2 separate regions of the Mus musculus genome follow, and region 2 is linked to region 1. A link is a contact called in public HiChIP or PLAC-seq data. All regions are on one chromosome and are shown on one strand. The core of a region is the stretch at or near the end of the contact, and the rest is flanking DNA. Distances in the headings are between cores, read along the strand shown. Region 1 holds the start of L3mbtl1 (L3MBTL1 histone methyl-lysine binding protein). Region 2 holds the start of R3hdml (R3H domain containing-like).

Region 1 (5,745 bases), core at 464-2,963:
ATAAATAAATAAATAAATAAATAAACAAATAAATAAACAAACAGACAAATCTCTTGTTTCAAATACTGGAGAGATCAAGAAGAGTGGCTTATTCAAAAAACTTTGTTTCAAAAACCAGCCCCACGTAGCAGGTGTCTCAGAAGAAGCTGAAGATGGCCTTTCTAATCCAGCTAGATGCCTGGTCTCAGCAAGTCCAGGTCTCAACACTGCACTGCACTCTGGGGGCTATAGGTGCCACCAAGACAAGGGGCTCTCATGAGGCTTATACTTTAAAGATAAAGGATGAGGTTGGAGCTGGGACGGATTTGAAAGATGTTGTGTGACGATGGTATTTGAAACAGAGAAATGACTACAGGGAAAAGAGTGGAGCCTTGGAGAACCCAAACATGTTGGGAGGGCAAAGGGGACCCGTGTCAATGAGAGAAAAGCATTGAGTGAGACCCTTCTGGAACATAATGATAACTGTCAGCCATCAGCCTCAGGCTCTCTACAACTGGCCCGGGAAGTGTCTCTCAAGTGCTCTCTCCCTCGGTCAGCCATACATGATTAGTTCATAGAGGGCTAGAAAGACCCCATGCCTTTACCTTCATTTGAGGGCTCTCTTCCGGGCCATCTCAGGTTCAGGGCTTCCTGCTCCTCAGGCTGAGGCCTCTGCTGGGACTACGCCAGCATTTCAACATCTCTGCCCAATCTTGTTGGTTTCACAAGGCTACTCTCATAAACCTAGTCTATGATTCCAGGGAGTCCTACCTAAAACAAGAGTGGTTGCACACAGTAGATGCTCAATAAACTATTTCTGAATGTGTCCCTGCTGTTGTCACTTGCTGTCGAGTTTTTGATGGATAGACAGGCACACACACACACACACACACACACACACACACACACACACACACACACACCACACCAGAGTTTTTTGAGACCATAATACAAACAGCAGACATCCAATAAAAGCCCCGGTGGTAGGTGCTGGAGAAACAGGGCAGCTAGTGGTGGATGCACACAGCACACTTGGGGGTGGGGTGGGGAATTCCCCCAGCTCGCTCTCTGCCGCAGCTAGCCGGTAGAAGCAGTCCTGAGCGGCTGGAGTCTCCAAAACCACCACCCACCTCCTTGGGACTAATGCAGACAGTCGCGGGAGGGGCGGTCACTGATCTGTCCGCTCTGCAGAAGAGTTACTTTCTAACCGCTAAAATGGCGGAATTCTTTACATCACCCCCCACCCCCCCTTTATTTCCAAAAATTTTAAAATCCTGTTTTCTGCTAAAAATATTGAAGATCAATTACAGTGGAAAGTTTGCCAAATGGCCTATGGATAGCCCACACTCGCCCTCCACACCCTCTTATTAATGGAAACTCTTGATAGCATCTCTCTGCAAGGCCGAGGCTCTGCCCTCCCTACCGCTCTGGATGCAGAGAGTGTCAGTGGGCTCGCTCGCCAGCAGCCAGCAAGCCCCCACCTGCAGCGCCACAGCCCAGAGTCTGCAGAGCCACCTCCCCAGCCCACAGCCGGTGCCGCAGGAGCTGGAAAAGGACCTGGGGCGGTGCCTGCGGGACCCCAGGATTCGCCGTGAGGACCGGGATTGGGGTGTGGCGACCTGGGAGCGCCCAGCCAGAGACCACTGCCCCGTTCTTACCTGCATGGCTAGCGGTTGCCGCCCGCACCGAGCGACCGACCGTGGGAGCCTGGTGCGGCGCGCGCCTGCGCACACAGGGGGGCGGGCCTGTTCCCTGCAGAGCGGGCGCCGAGCTCCTTTGCTGGGGTGGGGGGTCTGCATGGCTATGGCCTCAGGTTGCAGCTTTTGCTTTCCGTCGGAGCCTGGGGGTGCAGGCTTAATTGCCTCTTCCCGTAAAACCCGCTTGCTGCGCTGGAGAAGTGGGTGGAGATTTTTATAGTATCCTGGGAACCACGGAGCCGGGAGAAGCAGGAAGCCTGATGGATCTCCTCCAGCTGGTCTGTACCCGGCAAGGCTGCAACCCTGCCTAAGTCGGGTTCCCCATTTGGAGAAGGGGACTTCAGGAGTTTCAGGGAACTCCTAGGATGGGTGAAGAGCACGCACAGCCAGAGCAAGGAAGCCATGGGCTTGGCTTGGCATCAAGCACCCCAGCCGCACCAGCCTTTGGATGACCTATTAGTTGACGATGTGCCCTGGAAACATCACTGTACCTTCTGCGCTTCCATTGAACATTGGAAGACTATTATGCCATATTCTAGAGTTCGAGAATGGTTCCTTTTGTGTCGATTTGAGCAAATGTGCTCAAAGCAAAAGGCTCCTCTTGTGCCTTCCATTTCCTTAATTGATCTGTCGCTACCAGACCGCTACTTTTATTGGTTCTAACTCTGGCACTGCTACTGCGTCTGTATCATCAGAGACCTGAGTAACTCAGGAGTTTAAGAGACCCTGCACTCTAGGAAGGAAGCCCACCACTTTTTAGTATCCCCGGTTCCGAGCAAAGTGGGTACTAATAAATGTCTTCTGATTGACTGATCCATGTGAAAGAGGTTAACTCTTAGCGCCCCAGTTCCCGCTTACACACTGATTTTTAATTCTACTCCCTTATTTTGCAGAAAACAGGTCTATTTGGCTTAGGTAGTAGCCATCAGCCAAATCTTTAGACTTAGCCCGGATGAAAAATACTCATTTAAATGGTATATTCTTCCAATTGCTGTGATCAAGTTTAAATTTATGTAGATCTTAACTATTCGTTACATGTGTTCTGCTTTGCCTCCATGGTTTTAATCATTTTGTATTTTTAGGAACAAGATTAGTCAGAAAAGGATGGAGATAACCATATCCATAGAAGACTCTTTATACACACATCACTGTTTTCTTATTTCTATCCAGACTCTACTTATTTAAAGATTCCAAAATGGTTAAGTATTAAAGTGGTAAACCTATTTGAACACATGGTTTCTCAATTACAAATCTTTTTTAGTGATTCAAACAGATGCAGTGAATTTGAGCAGGGAGGACCCAGACAGCTCACAGACATCAGTTGCTACTTTTTGCTCTTTTACAGTCACTGGTCTTAATACCTGACTTGCTCATTCCAGCACCCTCAGGGATGGAGAGACCCTTCCAGGCTGAAGTGATGTGGGCAGCTCTGCCCCTATGCTCACTGTACCCTGCGGGCTCCCGCCTGCTTTTAGGAGGAAGTCCAAATGTTTCCTTTATAGTCCACCTTCTTCCCAAGAGTGGGCCCAGATGGTGTTGCCATACAGAGGTGTGGAGGGAATTGTTTGGAAGCAGCCCATACTTCCTGTTTCTATCAGAACTGAAGTCACTGATTCAGTAGTTCAAGGATTTCAGAAGACCAGGGGTTTGCCCTTCGTGCCTGAAAATGTTTCTGCTTCTATAGACACATCAGACTGTGCAAACTGGTAATCTTAACAGAAACCCAAGGGCTGCATAAAGATACTACCAGAGGGCTTAGAGAGGTCGCTCAGTGGTTTAGGGCTCTTGTTGCTCTGGCTGAACAGCAAATGTGGTGTTTGGGGACCATGAAATCAGCCTGTGATAACCTTACAAGACTATGTGGAGGACTAGGAAAACACAGGCCACTTGGGGTGGGGCTCAGAAATCATTTGTTACTTGGATGCTCAGCGCTTAGTGGAGACAAGTCAGTCATCCATGGAGATCAAATCCCTAAGCTCATAGCCATCTGCATTGGAACTCTAGGCCTGCCCCACCCTTTACAAAGTATTCTGTATATATGGTGTGTGCATGCAGGCAGGCACATGCCCATGGCTCATGACTGGAGAGCAGAGTAAGACTCCGGGAAGTCAGTTCTTTTCTTCCACCAGGGATCCAACTGATGCCAAGCTTGTGCAGCAAAAGCTTTTACCTGCTCCACCATCTCCCTGGGCCTACCCTCTTGGCAGTCATACGGAAGCCAGAAAGGTAATAGAAAACTAGTCCTGGGCCAAGTCATTCACTTGTAGAATCAAATGTACTACACCAGTGCCCATTTAACTATCAGACCTGTTCAGTAGAGAAAATAGTATCTACAGAGATGTACAATTTGAGAATATCAGGGCACAAAGGCATATTCATGTAGTCTTGGTGACTCAGGAGCCTGAGGCAGGAATGATTGAGCCCAGTTCTGGTATTGTTACCTTCAGACTACTTTGTATGCATGAGTGTTCTACCTGCAAGTTATGTATGTGGTCTTGTGTGTGACTGGATCCCCTGGAATTGGAACCCAAGTTGTTGAACCACCATGTGGGTGCTGGACTTGAACCTGGGTTCTCTAGAAGGGAAGCACATGCTCTCAACTACTTAGCCATCTTGCTGAGACTGGCCTGTTTGGAAATTTGGCTTGGTAACAGAATTGTACCAGGCATAACTCCTTAGTTTGGTTTATTGTGTTTACACATTCTAAGTTTTGTAAGCACACACACATGCTCGTGTGTCCAAAGACAGCTTGCAGTTCTCTTTGGATGATGTGGGTCTCAAGGATTGAACTCAGGTTGTGTCAGGCATGGTGGCAAGGTGACTTTACCTGTTGAGCCATCTCTTGGACTCCCATTTTGGTCTAGGTTGTTTTGTTATTTTATTTTTGGGTCTATTGGTTGAGCTCAATCCAAAGCAATGGCCGGAGAGCTTTCCCAAGCTAGTCACCATAGGAAGGGGAGCTCATGATTTTGGCTCATAAGCCTGCCGACGCTACAGGTTATGTTTTGTTTTTTGTTTTTTTTTCCCAGATATTGTTTCTCTGTGTAGCCCTGGCTGTCCTGGAACTCACTCCGTAGAGCAGGCTGGCCTCGAACTCAGAAATCCGCCTGCCTCTGCCTCCCAAGTGCTGGGATTAAAGGAGTAGGCCACCACTGCCCCTGGCTCTGCAGCAGTTTTTGAACCCATCCACAGGCCATGGAAGCCTGAGATTTGAGATGTCTTAGTAGTGCAGAATAACTTATATAGAGGGGAAAAACTATGGGGCAGCCATGACTCAGTATGATCAGGTCCTTTAAAAATGTACAAGGTTCCAGATGCTCTGTGGACAGGTAATCCAGCTGAATCAAGCATTCAGATACAGGACAGGGTGACAATGGAATCCAGCCCTGCAACCTCAAGGCCCACTGCTACAAGTCCCTCTTGCTTGTTACTTCCTTTTTGGTCATAAACACTCAAGTGCTCATTTGCCTTTGCAATGACACCTGGCAAAAAACCAGGCCCCCATTGAGGGGGAAAGCTGGACTAATAAGACTTTCCTTTTCTTTCCCATGTCCATCTTGTTTGCACAGGCTAGCAATAAGCATGAACATGTGACCTTTCACCAAGCTGGCTAAATAGTTCCAAAGGGACAGTACAATTACACAAGACTTCGTTTAGGAACTTTTGAGAACTTCCTTTTATATTCATTGATGCAACTGGTTAGCTCCAACTTCCTAAGCTGAGCACTGAAGTGTCCCAATAGTCACCTATAGTGAGTTTGCTCTTCATGCCTTTGAGTCACAGTACAGTACACTAGTCATCAGATGGTAAACTGGGAGGGGAAGAACTATGTACTGCTGAGGGAATACTCCCAATTCCTCACCAGACCACCACCAAGGCCAGGAGATGGCTCAGTGGCTAACAAAACTTGCTAATTCTGGTCACTTGGGTTCAGATTCCCAGAACACAAGACAGGACTCCTGAAAGCAGTCTCTGACATTCATATATGTACCAGCCAGATTGTCAATGACTTCAGCATCAATGATTTCACTTTGTCCTGCTGGGCCTAGTGCAGAGCAGTGCAAACCAA
Region 2 (5,769 bases), core at 2,566-5,065, 550 kb before region 1:
AGGCTAGCAGTTCAGTTTCATTGTCACTCCTGAGTTCAGTGTACTCACGTCCGCCCTCTGTCCTAGCTCCACTCTCCAAAGCCCTCCCTCATCACCTCATTGTGCACGTGAATTTTCAAATCCATCCTCACTCTCTGACGTAGCATGAGCTCTAGTCCGTATTGTCCGTGTCTCCTAACCTCAATGGGCTTCCATATATGCAAAACGAGTCTACCTGGATACGAGTCTACAGTATCCATCACCGTGCATAGCGCCTGGGCCGGAGTAGGTACTCAGTGTCCATTTGTCCAGTGACGAAATGAAGAAAGGGCAGAGGTTCACTCACCGGCCGGAATGGATAGAGAGGTTCTGGCCCACGTACTTCATCAGCTGTGAGGGTCCATGGGTCCAGATGCACTGGGTGGCCCAGGCTTCAGCAGACCTGGCCAGCTGCTCATCCCAAACCTGATGAAGGACAGATCATGAATTTGCACCCAGGTAAATAACCACCATGACCATGGTCAGGAGCAGAGATGCCCATCTCCCTGACTCTGCGCATTCTCGATCACCTGAGACCAATACACCCACTTAAGAGATCAGAAAACAGAGGCTCAGACAGACTCCCAGGTCAAGCACAGATCCTCAGCTGAGCCAAGGTCTGTGCTCCGGTCTCTGGCTCTGAGTCCCACGTTCTTTCTTTCTCACTAGACCTCAAATTGAAAGCTCTAAGCTCAGTCTGGAACCCCGGGGCATTTATTTAGTAGCTATCAGTTGTCCCTCCAAGTAACTGAGCTCGGGGTGAAGAGGAATCACTAAATTTAAGTTCTCAGTATTTTCATTTAAAAACTCAACTCAAGGCCTTTTTCCTTTAAAGTATGGAAACTTGCAAAGAACTAAGATTAGAAATAAAAGCAGAAGGTGGTGTGCATACCTTTCATCCTAGCATTCTGGAGGATGTCCTGGGCTGTCCTCTAAGCCACCTGTATCCATCCCCAGCAGTGTCCAACCTGAAATGCTCCCTGTACACCCAGATATGTAGACACACAATGACTGTGCTCTGTTCTACACTTGACTCCTTTCATTTGACAAGACAGGTCACCCTAGTGGGTATTCCACATCGACACCTTTTAAATCCCCTCTTTATCCTTCTTCATAGTTATGTAAGTTTCCAGTGTGGAAATTCTTCACAATTTATAACTGGGAAAAAAATATCTCTTAAAAAAAATACTAACTCCTAGGGCTGGAAAGATGGCTTAAAGGGGAAAGAACAGGTAGAGTTCTTTCAGAGGACCTGGGTTTGGCTCCCAGCACCCATATAACAACTCACTCTCCAGTTCTAGAGAAGCTGATATACCTTTTTGTTTAAGGAAAGCCTGGGCTACATGAGGTTGAAGCGGGATAGCAAGACAGGAAAGTTATGGAGAGTTGGGGAGAGAGGAGAGCCCCTCCCCCCCGGGGCCTGGTTAAAGTCTCCCACCTGCTGAGACTTAAGGAATCTAACACAGCTGACAACACCTCCCACTGCTGACGAGATCTTGTCTCAAAACAAAACAAGGGCTGGAGAGAGATGGTTCCGTGGTTAAGAGGACTGGCTGTTCCTCCAGAGGAGCCAGGTTCAGTTCCTAGCTCCCACCTGGAGGTTCAAAACCATCTGTAACTCCGGTTCCTGGGGGCACCCGATGCCTTCTTCCTGCCTCCCTGAACACCAGGCACTCACTCACATGGTGCACAGTCATACATGTAAGCAAAACCTTCACACACATAAAAATAAATAGATAAAATATTAACAAAACCCCCAAACCCAGTTTCCTCCTAACTCTGACTCCCTGGAATTCTCTCTGTTAGTATTGTTCACTCAGCAAATATTGAACAATATTCTTTGGCACCGAGGACTCAGTCTAGCAAGGAAATGAGCTGTCAAACAAACATGACGCACCACAAGCCCAGGGCATGTGGGAATGTGGAAAGTGACCAGACCTTCTTGGCGCTTGGAAGGTCTCAGGAGGGAGAGCTGCTTAGCCTCAACCTGGCGCATGGGCACAGGCCACCACGCAGACAAGAAATGAAGGCACTGAAGGAAGCTAAAGATGCCCCCATTGTTGCTGTCTGCTGCTGCCTGCTGCTGCCTGCTGCTGCCTGCTGCTGCCTGCTGCATTGGTAACCCTCCCCAGCATCCCTGGAGAGACACCATCCCAGTGTTCTATACAACAGGCAATAAGTAAACACCTGTTGGGGCTAGTGCCATCGATATTGCCCGTGCTCAATTAAATATGTCATTTGTTTGGGAACTGGGGGGCCTTCTGTGTGGCAGTTTCAACGTTAATAAACGAATGAGTAAGTCAGCAAACAAGTAGATGACGCCTCCCGCCCCAACCCCCAGCTCCCTGCTATCTGGCTCCTGTCTGGCCCCTTCACAATTACCTCCTGATACTTGATATTAGGGCTCTGTATCTTGTAGACTTTAGTTTCTCTTACCCCCCCCCCCCACTTCCCCCAAACTCTAGGGTTCTTCAGGGAAAAAACCTTGTTCTCCGAAGTACCCAGAAGGCTTAGTGCTGCATCGGGCTCCAAGTAGGAGGCAGTACATAAGAGAACACTGAGAGGGGCCCCATTTCCAGTTGTTAGGCAGGTGGGAGTCTATCAGCTCTCTCTTTTCCTAAAGAAGTCTCTGTGTGCTGTCAGTCTATCTCTCCAGGCTTTGGGGACAATAGTCCCGGGGAGGAGCTGAGATAGGAGGGTATTCCTCCTCCATGCTGAGGGTTTTGGCTGCTGGGAGACTGAGCTGAGAGACACTAATGCTGACTCTTTGAAAAAAGACATCCCAGACTGCCCTGAGATTCAGCTCCTGGCGTTCCTCAGCCCAAGATACCCTGGTGCCTGCCTGTCTTCCACAGAATGAATGGTCTGGGTGTGTCAAGCAACCCCCTCTGCTGAGAGACAATAGCCTGGAAAGCTCCTGTCTCTACCCCCTGCAAATGCCCAGCGTGGAACAAAATTCTCAGACCGCATATCGTGTTATTGGAAACTCCTGCCTTAGCAGCAGGCAGACCTGGCTTGCAATCCAGGCTGGGCGACCTTAGGCAAACCTCTCCTCTGACTCTCAATTCCTTCATTTGGAAAACAGATAAAATGCAGTATTGAAGGAAGAGGGTTCTGTGAAGGGCCCCAAGGCCCTCTACAGATAGTATTCCTCTCTCCCCACCCCCTACCCCAGCCTCATTCACTGAGGATTTATGCAAGGACCTTTCTTTCTGAATCTGTAAAAGGGACCACCCATTTTCACCATTTGCTTAGGCCAGACAGACAGGCAGATGGTCTAGCTCTTCAAGGCCAGCCACCCCAGACCACAGTGAACAATCTGGTCTTGGCTGGATGGTGCACAGGGAAAGTTTGGGACTCACCATATACTCCATGTTGGCAGCAGGTGGGTGTACGCTGGCCCGGATGTGGTTGTGATAATCCAGTAAAGCGCTCATGTCCCGAGCAGAGATGTGGCGCTTCCGGCGGTGCCGGGGCACCCCCAGGCCAGACAGGGGCCACACAGCTGTGTTCTTGGGTCGGCCCTGGACCAGTGTGGTGTTGGGCATCCGTAAGGCCCCCACTGTGTGACCCATCCAAAGGAGAAGGCCTGTGAGGCCCACGATGCTGGACAGAAGAGGCATAGCTGTCTGGGATGGTGTACCTGTCTGGTGCAGTTAGAGCTGCTGCCTAGAAGAGGTGGGTATGAGAAGGCCAAACCCTGAGAACTCTCCTTGAGCACTGCCAGTCTGGAGAATGCTCCTTGGGAACTTGGCAGAGATCCTCTGACCCAGCTCTCGTCCCGATACTCAATCCTTCCTCCTTGCTCCCTGGACTCAGTGGGTTAGGTGATGAGAAGTGCCCAGACAGTGGCTAATTCAGACTGGGCTTGGGAGTGGGAAGTTGCCACCACCTCAAAGCCAGGGCTCTGTCGCATCTGTCCAGGAGACAGACGGCCATCCCCTCTGGCCAAATGCCTTCTTTACCAATCCCATAATGTTGGGCTCAGTAGATGCCCACAGAAGCAGGACAGGCCCTTTTCTGAGTGAAGTGGCCTCAGGATGGACGGGGTGACATGGGAAGGTCAGATGGCAGAAGATGACAGAGGCAGAGAGGACATCGGAGGTCAGAGAAAAAGACAAGGAGAGGCAAACAAAAGGAGACAGAAAAAGGGGGATTCGAAAGAAACAGGAAGAAGGAAGAGCAGAGAGTTGTCATGAAAAGAAACTGTGGCAGAAATGGAGGCAAAGGGAAATAGAATTGAGGAGAGGAGAGGAGGGGAGGGGAGGGGAGGGGAGGGGAGAGGAGAGGCCAGGAAAGGCTAGGGGAAACCAGGCATCAGGTTCTCTGGGGGGCACATACCCAGAACAGGTGGCCCCAGGAGGTGGCAGGAGGTGGTGGAGAAGTCAGGGGACCTCTACAAATACTCTGGTAGTGCAGCGACTTTAAGGTCCCCGGGGAGTGATGGCCTCTGATGTCCCAGCCAGCAGCCCCCTCCTTCTCTAGCCAGCATATTCAGGGAGTGAGGCCCCGCCTGCCTCTCCTGTGGGCTTTCCTCTCCAGCTCTCTCCTCCTGCTCCCTTTGCCATCTGGAATGTGCAGGGGCTGTGGCTGAGCTGCCAGCTGGCTGGAGATAGAGTGATGAGGTAGGGATCCTGGAGGGAGAATCCCATGCATCCATGGAGATCCCAGACCCTTGTAGAACAAGGCAGCAGGAGAGAGTTCTGACTTCTCCCAAGGAAGCCCGTAGCCTCCGGGTGGGCAGATATGACGGCGGTCCAGGTATGAGCATCTAATATGTGCCACACCCTGGGATGAGAGCTTTACACACACAAGCTCAGCCAACATTCAGAGGCGCCACAACCCCTCTCTGTACCATTCTGTAAAGGAAGACTCTGAAGCTCCCAGAGGTGAAGGAAAAAGGCGCCTTCAAGTAGAGCCTAGGTTCAAATCCAAGTCTGTTCCCCGGAGCCCTGTTAGCATGAACAAATGATGTTCTGTTCTGTAGTCAAACAAAATACAGATGTCTGAGGTGAACCCCACTCAGACAGCATGGTGTGTGTGTGTGTGTGTGTGTGTGTGTGTGTGTGTGTGCGCAACAACAAAGCGCTTCAGACCCTGTCATTCCACTCACTGCTAAGCGCCCATGAGCGGTTGATTTGCGGAACTGTTTTATCCTCACTGGTACAGAAGAGCGAATAGAGACACCTGTCTCATCACCTGCCTCGTCAAACTGTTGTGAGAGCCAATGAGTCACTGTTTGTGGAGCTACAACGGCAGCTGGCACACAGTGTGCTTCCTGTGGGTGTGTGCATGCATGTTCATACATGCTCTTATTTAACTGTCTGCACCTGTGTGTCGTGTGTGTGCTAGTCCAGTCGCACCTCCGTAGGCGTGCGGGCTTCTGTGTCCTCGCATGTACATCCAGGTGCCTGCATGAGCATACGTGTGACCGTACATACGTGTGTGGATGTGATTTCATCTCCACTGGTCTCTGAGTTGCTGAAGCTGTAGATTTGGCATTTGTTTTCCTCATCTTTGGTTGCTCATATTCTGCATAAATAACCATCATTCCTTGCATACGAGGAGAGTCACACTTACAGGGGATGTGTGTAAAAGGGTAATGGATGAATAACCCCCAGGCTGGGCTGGAGAGTTGGCTTAGTGGTTAAGAGCGCTTGCTATTGTAAAGGACCTGGGTTCGATTCCCAGCACCCACATGGAGGCTTACCACTTCTTAGGGTACCAGGCACACAAGTGATGTACAGACAG

Evidence for each region. HiChIP or PLAC-seq counts read pairs in DNA pulled down with a chosen protein or histone mark.
Region 2: an H3K4me3 HiChIP or PLAC-seq map of craniofacial prominence shows a contact between it and region 1, with 5 times the contacts expected there. The contact joins the promoter of R3hdml here to the promoter of L3mbtl1 in region 1. A contact is called at or near these places in 1 of 39 promoter capture datasets (stem cell-derived epiblast-like cells), 1 of 115 datasets of contacts at active chromatin or transcription factors (craniofacial prominence) and 2 of 9 other capture datasets (embryonic stem cells and pancreatic islet).

Annotation. Positions count from the first base shown.
Region 1 is chr2:162,939,433-162,945,177 of GRCm38.p6, reverse strand. L3mbtl1 (L3MBTL1 histone methyl-lysine binding protein) reads right to left here and starts at 1,713. Exons shown (of 23, transcript NM_001081338.2): 1 at 1,638-1,713; 2 at 585-750.
Region 2 is chr2:163,490,364-163,496,132 of GRCm38.p6, reverse strand. It overlaps R3hdml (R3H domain containing-like), which reads right to left and starts at 3,815. Exons shown (of 5, transcript NM_001099331.2): 1 at 3,381-3,815; 2 at 326-444. The coding sequence starts at 3,641. Hnf4aos (hepatic nuclear factor 4 alpha, opposite strand) reads left to right here. Exons shown (of 4, transcript NR_027970.1): 4 at 1,975-2,329.